Regions from separate parts of the Mus musculus genome. Here regions 1 and 3 are each linked to region 2. A link is a contact called in public HiChIP or PLAC-seq data. All regions are on one chromosome and are shown on one strand. The core of a region is the stretch at or near the end of the contact, and the rest is flanking DNA. Distances in the headings are between cores, read along the strand shown.

Evidence for each region. HiChIP or PLAC-seq counts read pairs in DNA pulled down with a chosen protein or histone mark.
Region 1: a contact with region 2 is called in an H3K27ac HiChIP or PLAC-seq map of microglia, with 6 times the contacts expected there. The contact joins the enhancer-like site here to the promoter of Pus10 in region 2. A contact is called at or near these places in 2 of 39 promoter capture datasets (the C10 cell line and pre-B cells), 1 of 15 datasets of contacts at CTCF or cohesin (large pre-B cells), 7 of 484 Hi-C or Micro-C datasets (CD4 T cells, CD8 T cells and embryonic stem cells), 11 of 115 datasets of contacts at active chromatin or transcription factors (the 230-238 cell line, CD8 T cells, the SCID.adh cell line and 7 more) and 4 of 9 other capture datasets (adipose tissue, embryonic stem cells, liver and 1 more).
Region 3: a contact with region 2 is called in an H3K27ac HiChIP or PLAC-seq map of embryonic stem cells, with 8 read pairs. The contact joins the enhancer-like site here to the promoter of Pus10 in region 2. A contact is called at or near these places in 1 of 39 promoter capture datasets (the C10 cell line), 2 of 115 datasets of contacts at active chromatin or transcription factors (bone marrow-derived macrophages and embryonic stem cells) and 3 of 9 other capture datasets (adipose tissue, liver and pancreatic islet).

What each region holds. Positions count from the first base shown.
Region 1 is chr11:23,829,137-23,832,676 of GRCm38.p6, reverse strand. No RefSeq gene overlaps it. Among named protein-coding and RNA genes, the nearest start is that of Gm39612, 12 kb to the right of the region's middle. Within about 2 kb of position 2,181, at least 5 of the 459 cell types and tissues checked have an H3K27ac peak or open chromatin away from gene starts, as enhancers often do. A contact at or near this core is called in bone marrow-derived macrophages and microglia, where this site is marked.
Region 2 is chr11:23,664,293-23,667,631 of GRCm38.p6, reverse strand. Pus10 (pseudouridylate synthase 10) reads right to left here and starts at 1,640. Exons shown (of 18, transcript NM_028304.3): 1 at 1,179-1,640; 2 at 218-354. The coding sequence starts at 343. Pex13 (peroxisomal biogenesis factor 13) reads left to right here and starts at 1,749. Exons shown (of 4, transcript NM_023651.5): 1 at 1,749-1,885. The coding sequence starts at 1,788.
Region 3 is chr11:23,800,516-23,803,711 of GRCm38.p6, reverse strand. No RefSeq gene overlaps it. Among named protein-coding and RNA genes, the nearest start is that of Gm39612, 17 kb to the left of the region's middle. Within about 2 kb of position 1,636, at least 28 of the 459 cell types and tissues checked have an H3K27ac peak or open chromatin away from gene starts, as enhancers often do. A contact at or near this core is called in embryonic stem cells, where this site is marked.

The sequences.
Region 1 (3,540 bases), core at 932-3,431, 160 kb before region 2:
CAGGACTGCACTTCAGCATATCTCCAAATGGCTCATAATATATAATAGAATGTAAATGCATTACATACTGTTGTTATGTATTGTTCAGTCAATAATAATGGCAAAATGTCTGCACATATTCAGTACAGCTGTAATATCTGTCTGTCTTAGTCAGGGTTTCTATTCCTGCACAAACATCATGACCAAGAAGCAGTTGGGGAGGGAAGGGTTTATTCGGCTTATACTTTCCACATTGCTGTTAATCACCAAAGGAAGTCAGGACTGGAACTCAGGCAAGTCAGGAAACAGGAGCTGATGCAGAGGCCATGGAGGGATGTTACTTACTGGCTTGCTTCCCCTGGCTTGCTCAGCCTGCTCTCTTATAGAACCAAAACTACCAGCCCAGAGATGGCACCATCCACAAGGGGACCTCCCCCCTTGATCACTAATTGAGAAAAAATGCCTTGCAGCTGGACATCGTGGAGGCATTTCCCCAATTGAAACTCCTTTCTCTGAGATAACTCCAGCCTGTGTCAAGTTGACACAAAACTAGACAGTACACTGTCCAAATATTTTTTTACCTAGAATGGGTTGAATCCATAGAAAAGGGATTTTAAAAATTCATAGATTTATCCAATCTGGTGTGTGTGTTTGTGTGTGTGTTCTCTAAACAATCAACTCTACTAGTTTTGAGTATAAACATGTTTCCATCCATGTTACCACAAGATGTTTGGAAATGGGCATTTTAACCTAGCCAGTCTCAGCAGATAAGGTAGTATTTTGTTCAACTGGAAAGACAGCAGAAACGTGAACATTTGATTCAGGAAGACTAACACATGGTCTTTCTCAAATTTAAAATTTTTATTCTAGAAAGAATCCATTGTTTCTCATTGATTCAAGATTTCACTGAACTTGGGGAAATCACCCCTGAGAGAATGTCCAGTAATGAGAAGTCACCAGCATGTCCCATGCTTGAGCAAGTTGTCCACACACTTCACCTCTTTGAAGTCTCTACTTGCATATTTTATAGGATCAAGCCCCATTCCACAACACATATACATGTGAGATCTGTCCTTTGCTCTAAGACAGTCTCTGCCTCACATCAGGCTGAGCACCTTTGAATAAGCCATGACTCCCTGGGCCACCTTGAGTAATTTCTCTTATGTCATTAGTGATTGAAAGGAGGACCTTCTAATGTGTAGATTTCCAGAGCTAAGTCATTCCTGATTAAAAAAAAAGGGGGGGGGGTAGTGATTTCCACAAATCTTTACAGGCAAAATAAGACACCAGAGTATATGACTGATTGGTGCCTTTCATATTATCTGTACTCCTTGACGGGACATAGTCTCAATCCTCCAAAAGTTTCCCTCCACATCATCTTGTCAGTCAGTAGTCCCTCAAAGATCATTGCTACCTGCTCCTGCATTTTAATGATTGTCCCTCTGAAAAGAAAAATTCTTTTTTCAAAATCGGATTAATAGAAGATAGCAGGTAGAGGAATAGAAGGTATCCTGTAGTTTGCATTTCCACCCAGACTTCCCATGGAATCTTACAATGGTGCTTCCATCTTATGCTCAGGGGCTGCAGACATTAAGGAGGGGAGATTTTGAAAAGCATAATGGCAGACAATATTATATTTGCTGTGGGTACAGGTTGAGATGGATCTTACTCCATAGTAGCTGAATACTAATTTTCTATTAGATATTTTCTATATTTACATTTCAAATGTTATCCCCTTTCCTAGTTTCCCCTCCAAAAATCCCCAATCCCTTCCCACCTCCCCCTGCTCCACAACCCACCCACGTCCATTCCTGGTCCTGGTATCCCCTATACTGGGGCATAGAGCCTTCACAGGACCAAGGGCCTCTCCTCCCATTGACGAACAACTAGGCTATCCTCTGCTACATGTATGGCTAGAGCCACAAGTTCCTCCATGTGTTTTCTTTGATTGGTAGTATAGTTCTAAGGAGCTCTGGGGGTATTGGTAAGTTCATATTAATGTTCCTCCTATGGGGCTTCAGACCCCTAAAGCTCCCTGGGTACTTTGTCTGGCTCTTTCATTGGGGACCTTATGTTCCATCCAATGGATGACTGTGAGCATCCACTTCTGTATTTGCCAGGCACTGGCAGAGCCTCGCAGGAGACAGCTATTTCAGATTCCAGTCAGCTCTTGTTGGCATCTGGGTTTGGTGGTTGTTTATGGGGTGGATCCCCAAGTAAGTCAATCTCTGGTTGTTCCTTCAAGCTCTGCTTTGAACTTTGTCTCTGTAACTCCTTCCATGGGTATTTTGTTCCCCATTCTAAGGAGGAACGAAGTATCCACACTTTGGTCTTCCTTCTTCTTGAGTTTCATGTGTTTTGCAAATTGTATCTAGGGTATTCTAAGTTTCTGGGCTAATATCAACTCATCAGTGAGTGCGTATCATGTGTGTTCTGTTGTGATTGGGTTACCTCACTCAGGATGATATCCTCCAGATCCATCCATTTGCCTAAGAATTTCATAAATTCATAAATTCATTGGTTTTAATAGCTTAGTAATACTCCATTGTATAAATGTACCACATTTTCTGTATCTATTCTTCTGTTGAGGGACAACTGGGTTCTTTCCAGCTTCTGGCTATTATAAATAAGGCTGCTATGAACATAGTGGAGCATGTGTCTTTGTTACAAGTTGGAACATCTTCTGAGTATATTCCCAGAAGAGGTATTGCTGGATCTTCTGATAGTACTATGTCCAACTTTCTGAGGAACTGCCAGACTGATTTCCAGAGTGGTTGTACCAGCTTGCAATACCAATGAAGGAGTGTTCCTCTTTCTCCTCATCCTCGACAGCATCTGCTGTCACCTGAATTTTTGATCTTAGCCATTCTGACTTGTGTGAGGTGGAATCTCAGATTTGTTTTGATTTGCATTTCCCTGATGATTAAGGATGTTGGACATTTTTTAGGTGCTTCTCAGCCATTTAATATTCCTCAGTTGAGAATTCTTTGTTCAGCTCTATACCCAATTTTTAAAAAGGGTTGTTTAATTTTCTGGAGTCCAGCTTCTTGAGTTCTTTGTATATATTGGATATTAGTCCCCCTATAGGATTTAGGATTGGTAAAGATCCTTTCCCAATCTTTTTGTCTTATTGACAGTGTCTTTTGCCTTACAGAAGCTTTGCAGTTTTATGAGGTCCCATTTGTTGATTCTCGATATTACAGCACAAGCCATTGCTGTTATGTTCAGGAATTTTTCCCCTGTGCCCATATCTTCGAGGCTCTTCCCCACTTTCTCCTCTATAAATTTCAGTGTCTCTGGTTTTATGTGGAGTTTCTTGATCCACTTAGACTTGAGCTTTGTACAAGGAGATAAGAATGGATCAATTCACATTCTTCTACATGATAACCATCAGTTGTACCAGCATCATTTGTTGAAAATGCTGTCTCTTTTCCACTGGATGGTTTTAGCTCCTTTGTCAAAGATCAAGTGACCATAGGTGTGTGTGTTCATTTCCGTGTCTTCAATTCTATTCCATTGAACTGCCTGTCTGTCATTGTACCAGTACCATGCAGTTTTTTG
Region 2 (3,339 bases), core at 391-2,890:
TACTGGTTAGTTCATATTGTTGTTCCACATATAGGGTTGCAGTTCCCTTTAGCTCCTTGGGTACTTTCTCTAGCTCCTCCATTGGGGGCCGTGTGACCCATCCAATAGCTGATAATCTTCCTTTTTTAGTGGAATTATATGTTACTCACAGGACTCAAAGCTAGTGACATTCATTCCAAACTATAAAAAAACATTCTTTAATTTAAAAAGAATATACCTTGGATGGGTGTTTGTAAGGTGCGGGAAGATCCACACCACAGAATCTTAAGATGCATCTTGGACAGGTGCCAGAACTGAACAACAGCTGTGCCACGTGCTTGTTCTCCTCAGTCAGTGGAAGCATACTAGAAGAAACTAAAATGAGCACTTTCAGTATTCTACAGCTACGTGCTGTATTTATGTCCTTAAAAAGAAAAGCTTTCATTTGAAAAATTCTATTTTGTACCCTTCAAATACTGCTTGTCATATCTATATTCTAAAATATGAACTTGACTAAGTGAGTATGTGGATTACAGGGGAGAGGAACAAAGAAAGACAAGCTTGCTCTGGACATGACATTAAAAACTTTCCGATTCCGGGACTTGGGACCACTCAGGGTTGCCTGTGTAAACCTTTCAAGGAAGTACTTACAATATGGGAATATACTCTATTAAAGAAAAAAAAATCAAGAAACTCCATGTGGCCAAGTATTTATTTCAGTTTCATAATCCCGTCTATCAGTTCACTTAACCTATTAATTTAATGTTAAGTAAAGAGTCTATGAGGAGTTGGAAATAATTATGTAAAAATGCATCTTCTTGCCAGGTGTAAGCGCTCACGCTTATAATTTCAGTACACAAGAAACAAGAAGATCTCCATGAGTTCAAAGCTAACCTAGGCTAAATAGAGAATCAAAGCCAGCGGGGGAGAGGGGGGTAGCTGAAACAGTCTTGAGTTTCACACCATAAGATCTTTTTTAATGCATTTCCTCCTGCACAGGCATAGTTCGTCCTCTGGCATGGGAGTAGGGGAAAGGTAAGGGGAAAGCTCTGTTCTGGCCAAACAAGCCCTTAACTCTATGTGCTGAGGTTCTAGAAACTTACCACTCACTCCACCTGACTAACAAACAAAAGGGACTGCAGCTACGCCTCTTCGACACCCAGTCCCTAACCCCTCACCTCGTACTTCCTAGGCCTTACCTTCTCCCAAGATGCCGCAGCCGAGTCTTAACCCTTTTCGGCCCTGGGTGGGAACGGGGAAGAGTAAAGACAGCGCACCTACTGCGCTCAGCCGTTGTGTTCCCCAAGAAAACCAGAGCTTTACAACGAAAGTACCAGGCCCCTCACGAGAGGAATGCAGGAACCCCCTCGTCTTACACGGTGACCTGTAAGGCTGTCCGCCTGGCAGCCTGCACTCCCCCTAGCTCTACGAACGAAAGACTGCGAGGGGCTTTACTGCTAGCCTTAAAGGGTCGGCCGGCAAAGGAGCCTCCGACGGACTCGGCACCTAGGTCGTAGTAGCTGCTGCCAGAAACGTCGATGAGCCCCTACTCAAATTTGAAACCCAGACTAGGGAAAAGAAAGAGGGACGTCCCGCTCTCCCGACTCCCGACCCCCTCCCACACCCCAGCAAATTAGCTGTTCCCTTCCTCCTTCCTCCAGCTTCGCCTGACCACACGCCTTGGCCTGACGTCAGGCGTGGGCGGGGCGGAGGGCTCGGTGTTCTGCCTGTCGTGCCTGGCAAGCGAGGCGCTCCTTCACCCAGCCGTCGCAGTCGCTTCCCTGAGCCGGAGCGGAGCTGGCGGAGAGATGGCCTCCCAGCCGCCGCCGCCCCCCAAACCCTGGGAGTCTCGCAGAATTCCCGGGGCCGGCCCCGGGCCGGGCTCCGGCCCCGGCCCCACTTACCAGTGAGTGTGAGGTGTTTGGGCCGCGACTTTGGAGGCCAGAGCGGGGACTTGGCAGGAGGCGGTTGAAGCCGTTATTGGGGGGAGGCGTCGCTTCCCGCTGCCGGCCCGGGGCGAGTGCAGAGCGGGTCTGGAGTCTGCTGGCTGTACGACCGCCCGTTCTTCCCCCGGGCGCCCCGCCGGCCCCACGGATGCAGGAGCTAGAAAGAAAAGCGGCGCTTCCCTGCCTTTTCGCTTTTGCGGGACATGGGGGGGCGGGACAGCCTGACCCGCTTCAAAGCGACGAGCTTGGGTCTGCTGCCGAGCGCGACGTTGGCCCAGCCAGGACAAGGATAGAGAGCAAAAGTCATGGAAAAGCTTTACAGCCTCTCCAGAAGTTGGTTGAACGACCCAAAGGTCACGTTTACGCAACATGGAATCCAAGCTCTTACCCTTGGCTTTCTTTTCTAGCATAACTTAACGTTTAGGTTGAGGGTTGAAAGAATTCTAAGACAGGAATTCGAGGTCTGTGGGTAGCCTTTGTGTACAAAATTGTGTGTGTGACTGTCGTCTAAGGCCTATAAAGTTTTTATTTGCTTTGATTTAAATCAGTAACAAATGGGTCTGCAACTTTTAAAAATTTAAAACAGAATTAGAGTTTCAGGAACCTGTGTTTTCTTTGGATAAATAGATACCTTAATCCAGGCGACATGATTTCAGAGCAAGTTTGTACGTTTTCCTGGCGCGTAAAAATCTCTGTACGTTGGAGTACTTTTCTCTTATTGGAAAATCTGGTGCTCTTTTAAAAGTACTAAAACACTTGGGCACAGTAACTAATAGATACAATTAGAGTGATAAGCTGTATTTTTCGTGTTAAAGCAACACTTATTGGTGATACTTTCATTAGAATGTTTCTAAGTGTGTTCTTTGCTATCCCGTTAAACTTCTCTGAACATTACTTAGCCTTCTGGGTTTGTTGTTGTTTTGTTGTATGTGCCTTAAATTTTATGATTGTTTTCTGTACCTGTTTATATTTGTTTTACTAATGGTATGCAATTATGGGTTATTCCATTAATGTTGAACTTATCTTGCATTTTTAAATGAACCTACTTAGCTTCCTTTTTTTAATATACTGTCCTGGATTCTGTATTATTTTAAGATTTATGTTCCTATGTGATATTGGATTCCTTTTTTAAATTATACTTTTGTCTTTATATCAGTTTTTTAATGAGAAAATTTTGCACTGAAAATTTTTTTATTGAAAAGTTAACATTTTATTTCTTTAGGTAGATGATTTTTCTCTTTAAGATTTTATTGGGGCTGGCTGGAAAGATGACTCAGCAGTTAAGAGCACTGACTGCTCTTCCAGAGGTCTGGAGTTCAATTCCCAGCAACAGCATGGTGGCTCACAACCATGAGTTGTGATCCAAGAAGGCATGAGATCCAATGCCTTCTTCTGGTGTGTCTGAAGATAGCTA
Region 3 (3,196 bases), core at 387-2,886, 140 kb before region 2:
GATACTTTGGCCCAACCACTCTTAAATACAGGATTAACAACCCTTCAGTTTCTGTTACTGTATATCAAAAAAGTCTGAAGGAGAAGATATTTCAGAAAATAGACTAGAATCATCTATCCGTCCCCTCCACCCTCAACCACGGAGTACAGTTCCAGGAAGCTTTTGAGAGGTGCCCTTTGCAAAGGTCAGATGAGAAGCAAACAGTAGGCTAAACTGGGGACTCATGTTTACAGGCTGTGGGAATTATACCATGCAGTCATGCAGCTGTGGAGAGACTGGGACGGGAGCATGATCTGGAAGGATGAGCAAAGAGTGTACGACATTCTGGCACAGGTTTACTTTCTGCGGCAGGGGAGGGCTGTCCATCATCACTGGAATGCTGACATTACGGATACCGACCTCTAGGGAACTGACTAGAGAAACTCTGAAGAGGTATTTTCAGGTCTGGGAAGGTGAGATGGGCTTCATACAACCAGTGGTAAGTAGAGCCCAGGCCTGGTTAGATATTGCCTAGTGGGACATCGATACCTAAGAAGGGGAAAGAATAGGATCTGCCTCGGTGAGCATGTTTTTGGCAGATTCAAAATGTCCTGCTTCCATGTTGCTCACTGTGATAGACCAGACCCTACCCTACAGGATGTACTGAGTCAGTCAGGAAAACAATCATGGAGACTCTAAAGCAAAATGAAATAAGGAGGAAAACACTGGTCAGTGTGACAAGCAGTGTCAGCTAACGCATGATAAGGAAGGAAATAATGAACTGAAGGAGAAAGTGCTTGTCTCGGAGAAAAAGATGGGCAATGACAGAGGCACATAGAAGACCCATGGGATGCTCCACTACCCCAGGGTCCGAAAAACTTCTGCTGCCTGCCACAGAGTTTTAATACCAAGCAGAGGAAGACAATGACTGTATATCCACCAGTAAAATACTTCCATTGACAAACACACCAACAGCTTTCCATACAGCAGGCGTAAGGGATGTATAGTTGATTCCAGTCTGTATAGAAATGTTCCAGGTGTGTAGAGGGCAGGAGGTCTGTGTGTTCACTAGAAAACCCAGGAATGTTAAACACCCAGGGTTATCTCCCCAACAGAGGAGATGTATATCTGTTTTCTACCCAGAAGGCTGGGAGTGGGTGTAGTTAATAGCTTGGTGACCTGTGCTATGTATAGGGCGAGGTCACATCTGAATCCTCCAGACAGCTGTTTATCCCAGATTCTTCCTCCATTGACCTTTATCTAAAGCACAGTTTCTCAGTCAACAGAACCTATCCCTAGATGGATGACCTACCTCTATAATGACCTTTACCACACTAGCTCCTCCCCTAGGCCCATAAGCTATAGAATCCATTCTTTTAGGGAAAGTCACCTATACTTTACAAGAGTTTCTGGGTAGTCTCACCTTAAGCTTTATTGTGATAGTTGTTATCAGAAAACCTTTTTGCAAAGTCATACTATATTTAAATAGGCCTAGAATAAACTGCTCCGGGTCAGACTCTAAAAGTTTGAACCAACACTGGCTACTGAGTCGTGCTGAGCTGGATTTCCTTCTTCTTTCATGTAGCTCATTACTCTGCTGGCATTTGCAGGAGCTGCCACAAAGGTGCTGGGAGTACAGATGTGAATAAGATAACAAACGTCTGTCTTCCGGGAGCCATTGACTGAGTGTATTGTTTGGCCTGGGTGCAGCCAAGAACCTCAATGCCTTGCCCAATGGGAGTGGCAAAGTCTTCCCCAGGTGATGCTTACAGGAACTGTTGACAGTTTGTACAGAAAATGTTCCTCCATGGCTTTCTCTTCCCCCATTCCTCGGTGTTTACGGATCACTTCTATTTACGTCTACCAAGATCAGCTGAACCTGTCTCCTTGTTCATCTGTGTATAATAAGCCTGCCTGCCTCCTTGTTATCTATATGAAATAATCCTACCTCCCTGTTCAGCTGTATGCAACATCCCTGCCTCTCTGTTCAACTGCATATAAGGAACACACTGAGCCTCCAGAGTCCACACTGTCCAAGCCCAGCTTCTCTGTATGTGTGTGTGTGTCCCTTTGTCATTACCCACTGCCCTAGCTAGGCCAGTCCCTGGACTGGGCATAGATCTGGCATCTGCCCTCAGAAGTTAGCTAGCAACTAAATTTCAAAAATATCCTGAGTTTTATCTTCAGATTAAAGTGAGAAAGCTGATTTTGGAGACAGCTACCCAAGACCAAAGAAATCTGAGGCAAGAAAGAATGCTTTCAGGGCTCACAAGAGATAAGAAATAATTCAGGTTCTGAAATAATTAAGAGGTTCTGAAAGCGTAGCTTTGGCTGCTTGAAACCTTCCATTGTGAATACATTTATACCAGATAAAGTGCAAACATTACATCTCCCTCTCTCTGTCTCTGTGTCTGTGTCTCTATTTCTCTCTCTCTCTCTCTCTCTCTCTCTCTCTCTCTCTCTCATACACACACACACACACTCTCCCATAACACACACACTACACACATACACTCATACATACCACACACACACACACATACCACTCACACACACATACCACTCACACACACATACCACTCACACACTACACACTCACACATACCACACACACACATACATGCCACCTAGAATGCCAGTGTGGCAGCATACCATTTCAACAACTCCTCACAAGAGGATGTGGGCTGTGTCCTGGGTGCTATGATTTAAATATGGTCCCATTTTTCTTTTTTTTTTTTTCTTTTTTTTTTGGCAATGCTAGGGCTCAAACCCATGGCCTCTGGTGCTGACCAGGCAAGTTCTCCACCATAAAACTACATCCATACTACATCTCCAGCTCATAAAAATAAAAGGAAAAAAAGGAGAAGAAGGAGGAGAAGAGGAAGAGGAAGAGGAAGAGGAAGGGGAAGAGGAAAAGGAAGAAGCCGGGCAGTGGGGATGCATATCTTTAATCCTAGCACTCAGGAGGCAGAGGCATCTGTGTGAGTTTGAGCCTGGTCTACAAAGCAAGTTCTAGGACAGCCAGGGCTACACAGAGAAGTCCTTACTTGAAAAACAAAAACAAAACTAAAAGAAAAGTAGAGAAAAGGAGAGAGAGAAAAGGAAAGAAAAAGAATGCCTTTCTATTCTTTGACAATGTCATATAAGTAAACAATGCATGTGCACTCCCATTTCTTCTCCCCTCCCATTCTTTGTCTTGTTTTGTTTGTAAACATTG